Linked DNA regions of Bos taurus: region 2 is linked to region 1. Evidence: chromatin contacts called from public Hi-C data. All regions are on one chromosome and are shown on one strand. The core of a region is the stretch at or near the end of the contact, and the rest is flanking DNA. Distances in the headings are between cores, read along the strand shown. Region 1 overlaps ZNF217 (zinc finger protein 217). Region 2 overlaps LOC104973928 (a long non-coding RNA gene).

What was found. Hi-C and Micro-C count contacts between places; a contact is called where the count stands out from the background.
Region 2: a Hi-C map of liver shows a contact between it and region 1, with 2.1 times the contacts expected there. The contact joins two enhancer-like sites. A contact is called at or near these places in 3 of 11 Hi-C or Micro-C datasets (blood, liver and skin fibroblasts).

Annotation. Positions count from the first base shown.
Region 1 is chr13:81,119,990-81,127,659 of ARS-UCD2.0, forward strand. It overlaps ZNF217 (zinc finger protein 217), which reads right to left. Exons shown (of 7, transcript XM_059893087.1): 2 at 7,621-7,670; 3 at 6,129-7,536; 4 at 2,335-2,451; 5 at 104-1,456. The coding sequence starts at 7,524. Among named protein-coding and RNA genes, the nearest start is that of ZNF217, 30 kb to the right of the region's middle. Within about 2 kb of position 4,057, at least 26 of the 102 cell types and tissues checked have an H3K27ac peak or open chromatin away from gene starts, as enhancers often do. A contact at or near this core is called in liver, where this site is marked.
Region 2 is chr13:81,190,396-81,198,065 of ARS-UCD2.0, forward strand. It overlaps LOC104973928 (a long non-coding RNA gene), which reads left to right. Exons shown (of 4, transcript XR_003037924.2): 1 at 1-306; 2 at 1,769-1,852; 3 at 2,280-2,445. Among named protein-coding and RNA genes, the nearest start is that of ZNF217, 41 kb to the left of the region's middle. Within about 2 kb of position 3,191, at least 47 of the 102 cell types and tissues checked have an H3K27ac peak or open chromatin away from gene starts, as enhancers often do. A contact at or near this core is called in liver, where this site is marked.

The DNA of each region.
Region 1 (7,670 bases), core at 2,807-5,306:
CCCCTGGGCCCCGCTGCCTTCAGCCCAGCCCGGGAGAAGCTGGAAAAGGGGCCGCTGCTCCAGGGCCCCCCCCGCCCCTCTAGGGCCCCCCGAGGACGCCCACCTTCCAGCGCAGCGGCGGGCGCGCAGGGTAGCAGCGCGGCGAAGGCGGGCCCGGGCGCGGGGCGCGGGCGCGCGGGGGGCGCGGGCGGCGCGCAGGCGCACTCAGGCGGCAGCAGGGACGCCAGCCCGCGCACCACGCGGTACTGCGGCAGCTCGGGCGGCCGGCGGCACGGCGCACAGGGCGGCTCAGGCGGGACCCGCGGCCGCTTGGGCAGCGGCTCCCCCGGCTCAGCGCCGCCGCGGCCGCACGCGTAGTCCCTGGTGGGCACCCAGGGGCCGTCGCTCCTGGCGGCATCGGCGGGGGGCTGCGGCTCAGGCCGCCGCACCTTCTCCGGGCCCGCCTTGCAGGGCGGTGCTTCGGGCGGCGTGCGGGCGGGCCCGGGCCCCGAAACCCCGAGGCCGGGCGGTGGCAGCGGGCGCAGCGCCTTGAGGTTGCTGGGGGCTAAAGTGCTGTCGGCGCCCGCGGGCGGCGGGGGCGGCGGGGCTCTGCTGGGCCCCGGGGCGCCGGGCGCGGGCCGCTCGGCCGGCGCGGGCTTGGGCTGCGCCGGGGCGGCCGGCCGCGGTTTGGGCCTGAAGGCGCCGGGCAGCGGGGGCACGTCCTTGCCCAGCAGGGCCGGCGGGCAGCCCGTCCGCCGGCTGCGCAGCGCAGCCCTGCCCCGGCAGCTCTTGTGCGCGTCAGGGTGGTACTTGTGCTCCAGCCGCTGGTGCATGGTCAGCACCTCCGGGTAGAAGGTCTTGAAGGTGCAGAACGGGCAGGTGCTGCTGGCGGTCACGCTCCTGCCCAGAGGCGCCCCCGCGCCCCCGTGCGGGGCGAGGGACAGGTTCAGGGGCTTCTCCTGGCAGCCTGCGTCCGCCGCCCGCTTCTCCCGGGGCCCGAGCTGCGCGTGGCGGGCTGCCGTGGCCGCCTCTGTCCTGCACACCAGGGGGCTGGCCTGAGGGTCCGCGGGCGGCCTCTTCTTCAAGGCGTCCAAGTAAGCGGGGCCGGGGGCCTTGCTCAGCTTCTCGGCACCGTCGTCCGCTGCATCCTTGCTGAAATCCTGAGTTTCCCTGTGCACTGGCGCGAGCACGGCGCCGCCCAGGACGCTCTGAGAGGCGGGGGCCATTCCCTTCAGTTGCTTTGCGGGTGGGCTGCCTTTAACATCTTTGGCACCGTCGAAACATCTTTTCAAATTTTTGGTTTGCGCACCGTCGGCGGTTAGCAGTGCATCTTCGGCCTCCGGGGGCCTCCCGTCGCTCTTGGCGTCTGCGGCAGCGTCCGTCTGCTTGTCCCTGTGGTGTCTCTCCAGGTGATACCGCAAGGAGGTCTTCTGCGCTGCAGCATAATCACAGAATTCACATTTGTATGGCTTTTCACCTACAACGAGAAGGGTCACTTTACTACACACGCTCACGGAAAGCATCAACACATGCAGAGAACAGTTCTTCCCTCTTCCCTTCTGGTCTGTGAATCTTCTCATCCAGAAGCTCTCAGGAGTTGTGGCTTTATCACTCTTTCTACCCCAAATATTTGAAAATGTGAACATGTGTCTTCCATTTAAAAACTTAAAAGCACACCTTAAAATGATCTAATTTAATCTTCATAACAGCCCTACACCAGTCAATATTATCCCACCTTTACAGCTAAGAAAATGAGAGCGCAGAAAAGTTAATCTGCCTATGGTCACACAGCCAGTGAGTGGAAGAGAAGCAGGTCCAAGTTCACAGGGCCTCCCAAACCACTGTTACCGCTGCTCCACAACCTCAAGAAAAGGTGACAGAATTCTCCGGGGGTCCAGTGGTTAGGGCTTCAAGCTCTCAGTGCCAAGATCATGCTTTTAATCACCTGCCGCGGGAACTAAGATCCCCCAAGCCAGGCAGAGTGGCCAAAAAGTAATAGTAATAAACATAGGTGTAATAATAGTAATAAACAAAGATGATTAAATATTAATTTCATTCTAAATCATAAAAATTAATAAAGCTGTGACATTTAAAAATATTAGAGACTTTAATAAAATGAGAGTAAGGATGAATCAGACATTAAACAAGAGACCAACTTCACAAGAAAACAGTTGAAGTTACAATAACACTAAAGGAAGCAAAACAACAGCTACAAATCAACAGGCTACACGTATATTCTTAAGATGTCCCATGGATCTAGAAGAGTATCTGGACAACAACAAAAATCAGACACAGAACTACATCACAATCCTCAGAGCTAATACATGCAGTAAACAAATGTAAGGAGTTCCTTACCTGTATGCGTTCTGAGATGAATATTGAGGTAATAATTTGAACGGAAAAACTTTCCACAATAACTACATTCTCTTGAGGATGTAAGATGCTTCATTTTCCCTCCATCATCATTTTTATCTTAAAACAGAAACAAAAATATTCACTTAAGAAGACAGTTCAAGGATGTGAACAGGGCAAGCTGACTTAAAGATTCTTGGTAGAACATTTTTGGAGAATCTAAAATACTTTTTATATTAGGTATTGGCTAAAAACAGCCAACTGCTGCTTTGAGGCTGTGTGCAGCATTAAAGCCTGTGTGCAACAGTTTTGTTTTCTGAGCACAGCAGAGCTCACTGTTGATGACTGCCTTCTTCATGGTTTCGGTCACAAGACCATTTAATAGACTGAAATGAACAGAGAGCTTTCTGCGCTCCCAGCCTGAGACACACAGAATCTGGCAAACTTGAGCTGGACCTGCACACGGGCTGGAATAACCAGCTTCTTCAGAATAAGTAATTGAGAAAACCCAGCCAACACAAATGCCAACTTCCCAACCACCAGAGGGAAAGATTAACTGGCTTAAGATTAAGCCCGTTACCACTAGAGGGCAGCAGGCACAACTTAATCTTTAAAAGTTTGGCCCTGGGCAAACACCTAGGAAAGTTCGTCAAAATTTAGCAAAGCAGATTTTGGAAAGCAGATCATATTATTTGCGAGTGCTCACACGGGCAACCTTGACGAATCACAATCTGTCCCCAAGGAACAGCGGGTTAGACTTTAAGCCCCTCTGTCCACAATCAGGACAATGGAGCAGACACAGGCCCCCTGAGGCGGGCACAGGCCCTGGTCACGCCCCGGTTTGTCCAGCAGGACCCCGAGCTCAGGGTGAACCTCCTGTCACCGCTGGTCACGTCACACCCACCAGTGTGGCTGCAGCAGAAGACGGGGCATTTGTAAATTCAGCATAACTCATCCTTTTGCCTGGAAACTGGAATTTCCAACGGAAGGGCCTCTGCCTGGCTCTGTCCACATTCCGAAGTCTAGATTTATAGACTTCACTGATTTTAAAAAGAAGCTTATAAGAAACCTTGGTGAGCTCCCAGGTACCATAAAGACGGGAGTCAAGAGAATTCCCCAATGGTCCAGTGGTCAGGACCCCACACTATCATGGCCCAGGGACCAGGTTCAATCCCTGATGGGGGAACTAAAATCCCACAAGCCTTGGGGCATGACTTAAAAACAAGAGAGACAGGACCATATAATTTCTGTCACCCCTGAACTTCCATGAAGACAGCATGATGCTGCTGCTGCTGCTGCTGCTAAGTCACTTTAGTCATGTCCGACTCTGTGTGACCCCATGGACCACAGCCCACCAGGCGCCTCCATCCATGGGATTTTCCAAGCAAGAATACTGGAGTGGGTTGCCATTGCCTTCTCCAGAAGACAGTATAGCCACCTCCAAATACTGGAAGACAGGAGAGACAACCTTTGATCTAAAAAGGTGTCAAGAGGACTTAAAAAATCAACTTACATGAATCACTATTATTAATCCAGTTTATAAAAGTTGAAAACAATAAATCATTTACTTCGCTTTTTGATCGTGAAAGTAAATCTAAAGAAAGCCAGGCTAGAAAAAAAAAAAGAAAGCCAGGCTGGCAGTAGATGACAGTAAGCTAAGTCTAGACCAGAAGGCCCATCACAGTGTGGGTTCAGGGGATCCAACCTCTCACAGAGCGCCCCGCTCTTCCTCTGACACTCACACCCAGCTCGCCAAGACTTCAGCTGAGCTTGCGTGTTACGGCAGTTTACTACTTCCAGCTGTGTCGGGATTTAGGGTGTGTTGCGTCACATCCAGAGTTACGAAATGCCTTTCCTCCAACACAAAGGACGTGAAATGTCCAGTCTACCAGGTTCCTGCTCCTCCAGCTTCACCCATGGTTCTGTTGCGCTGTCCTTTATAAAGGATTTTTTTTAAATAAATAGGCAGCTAAAATCATCCTTGGGAGGTGGAAGATAAGGGTCGATGAACCAATTGTGTAAACAAGGAAATCAGGGCAAAGAAAGGTTAAGCAAGATATAACCAGACCCATCGCAAATCTTGGTGCTCCCAGCTATTACGGGCCATCCTAGCCGTCTGCCAACGGGGCCCAGGTTTTCCACTCGGTCCTGCCCACGCCACCTACGAGCAAATGCGACTGTCCGCTCACAGCTCCTGGGCATCGGGGCAGCTCTCTCACCACAAACGGCACAGCACTGCCACTGTTTCGAAGGAATCACTTAGAAGACTAGAAGGCTATGTTTAAAGTCATTTTTATGATGTCATTAAGACATCTAATGCATTTTCTAGATTTCTAAAACCTGAAGATTATAAGCATGCCAAGTGCTACGTTTCCTGTCTCCAAGGAAACTCAAAACACACTAAATATTTGCTATGAAAACTACCACCCTCACCCCCATCATGTGATCAGGACAGAAACTGGGCACCAGCTTGAGAGAAGACGTATTATCCGGTCACATTCCCCCTGGGTGTCATACAGGGGGCTCTTAAGAGATATCAACACAGCCAACTCACAACACAAGACGCCAGTGTATGTTTAAACCAAGACCATCTCTGTAAAGGATACTGTTTTTCTAAGACTAACTCATGTTCTCATCATTCCCCGGCTGATTTGGCAGGGGTTTATCAGCTGAGCTCCAACAGCAGAATCCTCTAGTCAATAAAAGATTACTAAACGGAGAGAAAAGCTGTGTGAAGAGGGGCACGACCTGAAGCACAGGTGGGACGCTGTGCCCTGGACGGTGCCCCCTGGACCGGAGAGACCCACCAACAGGCCCTCCGCAACGGCCTCCGTTTCCTCTGCTGCTGCTGCTAAGTCACTTCAGTCGTGTCCGACTCTGTGCAACCCCATAGACAGCAGCCCACCAGGCTCCCCCATCCCTGGAATTCTCCAGGCAAGAACACTGGAGTGGGTTGCCATTTCCTTCTCCAATGCATGAAAGTGAAAAGTGAAAGTGAAGTCGCTCAGTCATGTCCGACTCCTAGCGACCCCATGGACTGCAGCCCACCAGCCCCCTCTGTCCATGGGATTTTCCAGGCAAGAGTACTGGAGTGGGGTGCCATCGCCTTCCCCGCCGTTTCCTCTAAGTGCCATCAAAACACTAGAATGGTGACTGAGCAGATTGGATCTTTCAATTAGCTTTGATGTGTTCATTCTCTATACTTCACCAGGTGCTGGAGTGACTGAGTTAACAAGTACCTGCCCCCAGACGCACAGATCAGGGGCCAGGCAGCACCCAGGGGCCTCCCGGTCACACCCTTTCTCATGGACGGTCCCTCCCATCCTGATCTCTGCCCGCAGATACACACGTGGAGTACGTGTGTGCGAGCTGGCTCTTGACAGAAAGGAAGTGTGCTGCCTTTCAGGGAACCCTGCTTTTACAGGCTAGGACTGGGGTGCTGGGATGTAAGTGGAGGCCCCGCCTCTCCCCTTGCAGACATCGGGGGCCGCCCTGGGCCCGGGGGCACGCAGCAGCACCCCAGGCCTCTGCCCCGCTGTGACACAGCACACGAGCCAGGTGAGCTAACGTGGGGCTTCTGTTAGCAAAGTATGACATCACGTCACTCTCAGAGCAGGAAGAAACCGCGACAGGCCTTTTAAGGCCACCCTACTGTTACAGAAAGGAGACGAAGGCCCTGAGAGCTTAGGGACTTTTACAACAGGGTGAGACCAGGAGCCAGCACCCAGACCCGCCCTCAGTGGGCCATGTCCTCCCTGCAGGACCAGGCGGGGGTCGGGGGTCGGGGGGCAGCTCACCCAGGTGCAGCCCGTCCGGGAGCCCGTCCTCGGAACCGTCTTCGGAGCCAGCCTCCCGGTCCAGGGCCCCGCTGTCCTCCAGGGCGGGCGGCAGCTCCGGGGAGCACGTCCTGGGCTGCCTGCCGTCCGCGGCGGTGGGGGGCGAGCCGGCGTCGGGCCTGCGCTCCTTCTTGTGCACGCGCGAGTGCAGCACCAGCTGGTGGTAGGTCCGGAAGGCTTTGCCACACTCGGCGCAGTGCGTCGGCTTGTCCTTACTACTGGCCAACTTGGGGTCCGCGTCCACAGAAGGCACTTCGCCATGGGGGTGTCTGGACTTCTCCTTGTCTTGGGAGAGGCCGGGGCAACCGCTTTTACTTGTCCTGGGCTTTCCAGAACCTTCGGGCTGGCTCTTGCTGCCGCTCCAGATCTCCCCCGGCTCCTCCTTGTCGGAGCATGACTCATCATTGTCGGTGCTGCCCTCCTGGCCCGGCTGCTGCTCCTTCACCTCTCGGCACACAGCCACCTTGCCCTTGGTGGCCAGCTGCCAGGCCTGGTAGGTGGTGAACGGGTCCAGCTGAGGTATCCACTTGGCCGGCTTCTTGGCGATCTCGGCGGGGGACGTGGGTCTCAGATTCAGGAACTGCAGCAGCTCCGCCCCCGGCGACAGCATGCCTTCCTGTGGGGCTTCGATCTGCGGGCCACGGGGCCCGGAAGCAGCTTCTTTGGTGTGCATCTTCCGGTGATCGATGAGACTTTCTTTATTTGGAAACAGAAAGCCGCAGACCATGCATATCTTATACGGTGAGGAGACGCCCTCGGCCGCGGGCTCCTGCACCACCTCGTTGATGGTCGCCGGGCTCTCCAGGCCGGGCTGCAGCCTGCTCTTCGCCCCCGACTTGCCCGTGTGCGTCCGCATGTGATTCTTCAGAAACCAGGGCTCCTTGAACCGCCGGCCGCACATGTGACACCCGTACGTGAACGAGTCCTTGTGTTTCTTCATGTGGATCTCGACGTCGAAAGCCACGCGGAACGTCTGCCCGCACACTTCACAGCTCAGCTCTTCGTTCTCCTTGCAGCTCTTGTCCTTGGGAGGCTCGCTGCGCACCTGGACTTTATCCAGAGGGCTGAGATACTCCGCCTCGACGCGCAGGACGGCAGGCTCACAGAGGGTGGGCCGGTGCTGCAGGAGGACGTGCTTGCTGAGGTCCTCGGAGCGCGTGAAGCTCTGACTGCAGAACATGCAGTCCAGGGGCATGCACCCCTCCATCTGGGTGATGCTCTTCTCCTGCGCCGCTCGGAAGGGGACCGCGGCGGCCCCTTTGATCGTCATGGCGTCATCAAGCTCCATTTGGGTGCCCAGGGAATTGCCGATCACTTCCGGTCCATCCATATACACCAAGAGGGATTGGGTTGGCATGTTTCCTGTCTCCTGAGGATTGTATATAAAATTAGAATCTGCTTGAGGAATCTCTGGAGTTGGAATAAGGCCACTTATAAAAGACTTGTCACTTGCACAGCCAGCAGCCCGAGGCTTCAAAACTAGAGCCAATATTTGTTGTAAAA
Region 2 (7,670 bases), core at 1,941-4,440, 70 kb after region 1:
TGAAGCATCTGAAAGCACCTGATTCACTTAAAACAACAAGATAAAACCTGAGCTGTTACAACATGTCTAAAACTCGACGGGGCTCATGAAGCACACGCAGGCGAACCTTCTTCCTTTCTTCTGCCCACAGAGAAGCTCAGCTATGTAAAAGCCACTGGAGTCATGGTTTCAAGAAAAGAAAATGGTTTGTGTTTTTCTTATCATGGTGGAAGGGAGACACACACGGCTTAACAGTTAACAGCAAGAAGGAGCCTTTCAAAGACTTCCCCCTCCTCCCCCAGCTAATTTCAGGGGACTCTGTTCCAGGTAAATACATACACACCTAGAAACTTTCAGTAACCAAACCCAAACCAAACAGTAATTCCATTCTTGTGTAAATGCAACCCAAGATGGCTTTCTCAGAGTGTATCTTCTATGTTCTGTTACTAGAGTATTTGAACAATTTCTCCACAGAAGAACAGGTATTTATTGAATGCTATACAAAAGGAGGCAGCTCGGTCCGGCCCTGGAGGGGTTTAGGCCACAGGGAGCACTGCAGGCGTGGCCGCCCTGCCCTTGCAGAAGGCTCAGGGAAGGGGACTGCAGGGACTCCGGGCCTGGGTCCCTCAGGCTTCTCCCAAGACAGAGGAAAGACGGTGAAAATAGCTCCCCGAGGGGCAGGGGGAGGAGTGGAGGGAGGAGGGAATTTAGAAGGATCCGGAGCCTCAAGAGCATTTCTCTACGCCTACCCCTTAATAGCTGTGGCACATATAATTTTTCTCCTTTGGAATGCAGATACGGTATTCACAGCCAGTCAGGCCTTCCGAGTGCATTGACACGTAGTCAGTCAGGATTTTTTTTTTTTTTTTTTGGGAGGGGTGAGGGCAGAGAAAAGAGGGAAAGAGAAGAAAAGGCATTGTTTTTTTCAATTAAGGAGGGATAAATGGAGTAACAATAACATAATGGTAACGATGACAATTGTTCATTAGTATGGATGTTTGTGAAGTGCAGGTCTGGGCTAAGAAGCGCTTTCTAGTCTTACTGCCTGAACTGTCTAGTTAGGTAAACCTCACCCTCGCTGCCCCTCCCTGTTCCCTGAAATCCTTTAGTCACCTTTCCTGAGGGCATGGGATGTTTTTCCTCCTTTAAACTCCTCTTCTTGCTAAGGGCCCTTTAGGTAAGACAGGTGCACCGTCCAGGGTGAAATTGTGAGGTTTCCAGTTCAGATGTGATAAGGAGAAAAAGAGCTGGATTTTCTTATGGCAGCAGGTACAGCCTGTGACATCTGAAGCAGTCATAGCCACTCTCCACAGGAATCCCCATTCTGCCACTCAAGCTGTGTGACCTCAGGGGAAACCTCTCTACACCTCAGTTTTGCCGTCTATAAAATGGGTATGATGATAGCATCGAGCCTTGGCATCATTACGAGAACCAAGTGTCTTAGCGCCTGTGTTTGGCACAGAGTAAGCTCCAAGTGAAGGGCGGCCATGGTTTTGTGGTTGCTTGGGGTTGTCCGTTAAGGAACTACCCAGTGATGGTAATCTTCTTCAGCCTGGAATTGGATGAGCTAATAACTGTCTAAGAAAGCATTAAAAGTCAGTCATTCTTGAGAAAATTTCTCTCTTTGATATCATGGTTTATCTACTACAGAAGCTTCTAAAAGCTAAATTAAATTCTAAAAGAGCTCATTTTTAGATTAGAAATTCTATACACTTGAACCTGTCTTGTCCCCTAAGAATAGAGTAATTCCATGATAAAAGGAAACAAGTTCCCCCACTATTTTTTACAGTGGGCATTGAACATATACTGGTGGGCTGCCGTCTACGGGACACGACTGAAGCGACTCAGCAGCAGCAGCACATCCAGCAAACAGGTAAGGGAAAGTAATACTTTTGGGTGTAAATAGAAGATCTGGAGTGATTTTGGCAATTCATTTGTTTCCTTAGAAGTAGACTTTCAGGCCAAATGATGAGTAACAGTGCCTAAATTTTTTAAAAGTCTGCTCTCTACCTGTAATTACATGTTTTTATTCTTCTTAAAATTTCTTTTCTTGGCATATAGTTGACTTATAATGTTGTATAAATTGCTGCTGCACAGCAATGTGAGTTATGCATATATATTCTTTTTCATATTCTTTTCCAAAGTGGTTTATTATAGGATATTGGACACAGTTGCCTGGTTTTATTCTTGATGTTGTTTATATGTGGGTTCCCTCATTTCTTTTACTCACACCTGATGAACTGTCTTAAATTTGATTGAACTTTGCAAAGAACCAGTGATTGATCTTTTTTTGGTCACAGGTTCCTGCTTTCAGGTTCACTAATTCCTCCTCCTACGTAGATTCATAGATAATATCCATAAGATCTGGAAACTAAAGAGCAAATTGAGAACAGCACTTGGTAGAGTGGAGACCAGGAAGCTAAAACTGGAAAATGCCCCACAGATGATTCCAACGCCAACAGAAAGGTGGGTGTGTTTTTTTTTGTTTGTTGTTTGCTTGGAGATTTTAGAAGAATGTATTATTTTACAAGAATGTATGCAGATTTTACTTGAATAATTAAAAATACAAATAAGAACACTGCAAAGAGAACACCCCAGGTTTCCTTGACCATCTGCCGCCCGCGGGGCTGACCTTCCAGGTCCCAGGAACAGAGAGCAGAGCGCTGAGTCGGAGGGGGTCTGCGGGGCACCAGGCAAGGGGAAACGGGGGGTGCAGGGAGGTGGCGGCGACTCCCGCTGCTTTCTGAGGGCGCCTTGCTCTCATTTTCTGCCTCCCCCACCCACGGATTTCCCCAGTGTGCAGAGACGGCAGGTCTTTTTAAGTCGGTGAGAGAGAGAGAGAGAAAAAGGGAGAGACCACGTGACTTTCTGGAACGCAGACTCACTTCTTGATTTTGATCCTCACTGGCGCGCTGGCTCCAAAATGTCTTGCCCGAAATCGGAAAAGGTCCTGCCCCCCTGGAAAGGCTCCCGTCTTCAGTTCACACGAACCGACCCTTTGATCCTCCCTCGTTTTGCTCTTAAATTTGCTTCTCTTTCCAATCGAATAATCTGTCTCTCCTTCTGAGAAAAGCTTTCTAGATGTGATTCCCCTTTGGAAGGGAAGACTTTAAAGTCCTCCTCGGGCGCATCCTTTCTGGAAGGGAGAGGGTGGAAAGAGGCTACGGGGCCGAGAGCGCTTTCGGAGTTCCTCCCCAAGCACCCCGCCTTCCCGCCCGGAGTCTCGGCTTGAACCCCCGGCCGCTGGGAGGCATCGCGGAGCAGCGCGGTGGCTCGGGGCACCCCCTGCCCCCGGGCAGCGCCCGGACTTCAGTCTTTGGAGCCTGGGGCCCCGTGAATGTGGAGGTGGGCAAAGCAGAAAGCAAGTCTGTTTGCTTCTGAGTAAAGCCGGCTTCCGTGGGAGAGAGACAGGCTCTGAGTTAGCAAGAATTCTGCCATTTATCTCGTCCTCCTCGCCTAGGATTTCAAGGCAGGAACTGCCCAAATCCAGGGTGCTCATTTCCCGGGGGCTCGGTTGCAGACTTCCGGGGTTTGTGGACTGGTCCCTTACTCTTTCTGCAGCATCTTGCCGACGGGCCAGGTCGCGGCACCTGCCCCGCAGTGGCCAAAAGCACCTAGAACAGTTCAAGCCTCTCAGTGAGAAATGAGATGTTTGTACATGAAGTGACCTTTAATTGTGTCTGAGGAACTCATGTCAGATCAACATGTGGTCTCAGTTACTCTGCAGAGGCTATTACATTTCAAGCTGTTTTGTGTTCCTTTTCAGCATTTAAATGAAGTATTTTCTCTTTCATATATTTGATGTGGCTCAAAGAAGTTTGGTTTTCTTTTCCTCCCTTTTCCTCATAGATTATATTGTTTGATTAGATCTTTTTAAGTCAGATCAAAGATGGCTTTTCTTTCTTTAGGAGGGATCTTTTCTTAAAACAAATCAATAGAACAGATTCCACAGGAAAGACTCATTTTATTTGAACGGTTTTGAAACGGGAGAAGATTTAAATGGGCGTGAAGAAATGTTTTTGCTTCTGTATTATATTTATCTGTCAAACAGTTTGAAGGAAGTAAATACTTGGAAAGGGGGCTTCCCAGGTAGCGCTGGTGGTAAAGAACCTGCTTGCCAATGCGGGCGACTCAAGAGATGCAGGTTGGATCCCTGGTTGGGAAGACTCCTGGGAGGAGGAAATGGTAACCCACTCCAGTATTCTGAGAATGCAAACTTGCGATTTACTGTGGAAAGGCTTTTGGTCTTGGCTGGATAGATGCACCATTATAGAAAACAATCTACTTCCCCTGTGATCTGAGAGCACCAAAGAGCTAGTGGTTCTGCCCTGCCTCTCCCTATTCCTGCCCTTCATGTGGAGATGCCGGCCTTAGCTTGTGCTGTTCCACCTGGAGTGTCCTTTCTGTGCCTCTTATTTTTAAATTTTTAAATATTATCTATTTTGTCGCACTCTGCCTTAGCTGTGGCATGCAGCTCTTCCATCTTTGCTGTGGTGTGTGAGATCTAGCTCTGCGACCAGGGGTCGAACCCTGGCTTCCTGCACTGGAGTGGGGAGTCAGCCACTGGACCGCCAGGCCTCTTTGTTGGACAGACTTCTTGCTGTATTTAGAAAGGGGTTTAGAAAGCATCTGTGTCCCTGCAGCAACTCCATAGCGGTTGCTCTATCAAGGGCCCTCAGGCCTGTATTGAAACAGTTTCTTTTGGCTCCTCCTTACAGGCAGGAAGTGCGCTGTCCTCCTTTACTCCTCCCTCCCCTCGCTTGTTGGAGCCCAACATCTGTCAATCTGAAATGAACAAAGACAGAAATGTGGTCCCTATTTGCTTTGCTATGAAAAAAGGTGGCTAGAGGTTTATTGGGAGTGTTTGGCAGTCGTGCAGTAAATGCCACCTGTCTAATGTCACCGATGGGCTGTATGTTGTTGTATAGCCACTAAGTTGTCTGACTGCAGCCCGCCGGGCTCCTCTGGCCATGGGATTTCCCAGGAGTGGGTAGCCATTCCCTTATCCAGGGGATCTTCCTGAGCCAGGGATTGAACCCCAATTTCCTGCATAGCAGGCGGATGTCTTTACCGCTGAGCCACCAGGGAAGCCCATAATGTACTATATGGATGCTCATATATAATATATGATCTCAAATGATATATATAATGATCTCAAATGATATTATTATTCTTTTTTTAAAAAAATTTAATTGAGAGAGTAGCACTGGATACCTACGTGACCTTGTATAAAATAGAAAGCTAGTAGAAAGTTGCTACAAAGCACAGAGAGCTCAGTGCGGTGCTCTGTGAAGACCTAGAGGGTAGAGGGAGGTGGTGGGGCTGGGAAGGAGGCCCAGGAGGGGGCAACACGTGTGTGCCTGTGGCCGATTCACGTTGATGAACGGCAGAAACCAACGCAACCCTGTAACGCGATTATCCTCCAATTTAAAAAAAAGAAAAAAAATGTTAAATGAATTATTGCTGTCTTTATGTAGTAATTTTATTTTTCTCATTCAGTTGCACCACTGGGCATGTGGGATCTTAGTTCCCTGGTCTGGGATCAAGTCTGCGTTCCCTGTATTGCTAGTGTGGAGTCTCTACCCCGGACCACCAGGGGAGTCCCCAGTGGCATCTGCTGCTCTTACTTGCTGTCTCAGTTAATCTGTCTCTTCAGCTTACAATGTCCACTCCATGAGGGCAGGGTTTTTATCTAGTTTTCTTCACTGCTGTGGCCCCAGCGTTCAGAACAACGCCTGAGACAGCAATAGCTCAAAATTATTTTGCTGAATAAACAAAGCAGTCTATACACCATTCCCACTCCCAAGCTTTCAGTCACGATGATGAGGGGAAATAGAGATAGTCGTCCAAATAATTCAAATCAAAGATGACTGAATAAGCCCGGGGGTTGTAATGTGACTATAGTTAATGACACCGTATTTGAAAGATGCTAAGAGAGCAGATCTTAGAAGTTCTTATTACGAGAAAAAAACCTGTGTAACTATCTGGTGATGGATGTTACCTAGACTTATTGTGCTGATCATTTTGCAATGTATACAGATATATACCTGAAACTAATATGGTATTATATGTCAGTTATAACTCAATTTACACAAAAGAGAGAAGACTTTCTTTTGAGCCGCCAGCACTCCAGGACCTCACTTACGTGGGTGGGCTTTCACAGTTCACCAGTTGCAGCGACTGTGAAGTCTAGCCTTAGGCATCCAAGCAGTGTATCACGTGGTAGATGCCACTCCGAAGCTCAAAACAATATGTTCTTTATTCTTTCACACACGCACGCACACACACACACACACACACACACGACACCCAGGAAATTCTGTAAAATATTTCCAGAAAATGCATCATTTGGTGTCGTGAAGAACTGCGTCAAAGAGTAGGTGCTTAATAGAACTTTCTTGACTTGGCCCTCACCAAGGAAATGTAAAAGGTCAGAGCATTTTGGGTATAGAACACCAGCTCCGTAATGCCAGGACCAACCAAGTTATGTTCTCTGCTGTATCCCACACTCCTGGCAGGGTGCCTGACACGTAGCAGGGGATGGGAGCTATGTTAATGAACAGATGGATGAATGAATGAATGAATGGTGTCCATACATCTCAGCTACCGTGATATAGACTGAACTTTAGGCACCAGTTGAGATCATGAAAAGTTGTGGGAGAAATTTCCCCTGCATGTGCAGTGTAGTGGACGGATAGCTAGCCATTTAATCTGGAGATCAGCTGGCCATTTGTATGCCCAATTAAAACTTTCCAACCACAGCTTTGCTTGCGTGCATATTGCCCCTGTAATTAACCATGTGTATAAAATGCATTAGGCTTTTGTAATAGGAGAAACAATAAGGAAATATATATACCTGTAGAAGACAGGTGAGCATCCAAGGAATTCTAGGACTGAGCAACAACAGAAAATATGAAAGCGATTAGGCAATGTTTTTCCTTCTTTAGAGCATAAGGCGTCTGAGAGCAGATCCAAGCTTTGCCCAAAAAACAAACAAAAAAGTAAAGTTAAGAAAACAGTTTTAAGGCCAATGCTAGGCACAGCTAAATATCTTTACTCAGTGTAACAATTATCAAATTATTAAACAATTTTTCTGTCTAGTGAACCACTCCAAAATGTAGTGGCTTAAATCAACTAACAAAAAATTATGACTTTTTTTTAAGAGCAATTTTAGATTCACAGCAAAATTGAGAGAAAGGTAGAGCGATTTCCCCCAAACCCCTGGCTTTCTTATATGCACAACCTCTTCCAGCCATTTTTTTCTAGATCCTATTCTTTTCTGTGAAACTCTATCCAAGTACAGCGTCTCAGGCGTTTGCAGTCAGCAGGCCGGGCTGGCTGACGCAGGGAGCACCCCTTGCGGGCCTGCTGGCCATCCCCCTGGACGGCGTGGGCGTCCTCAGCCCAGCCGGCTTGTCTTCGTCTCAGGTGGCCTTCCATCCCCCAGCAGGACAGCCCGGCTTCCTCACCTGACGGTCTCGAAGAGTGAAATACATAAAGCGCTGGGACTTCCCTGGCGATCCGGTGGCTAAGACCCTGCATTCCCAAAGCAGGGCGCCTGGGTTCCATCCCTGGTCAGGCAGCTAGGTCCCACCCGCCACAATGGAGAGTTTGAAGGCCTCAACGAAAGATCCCACACGCTGCAACTTAGGCCAGCTGCAGCCAAATAAACACATGAAATGCATTGTTTT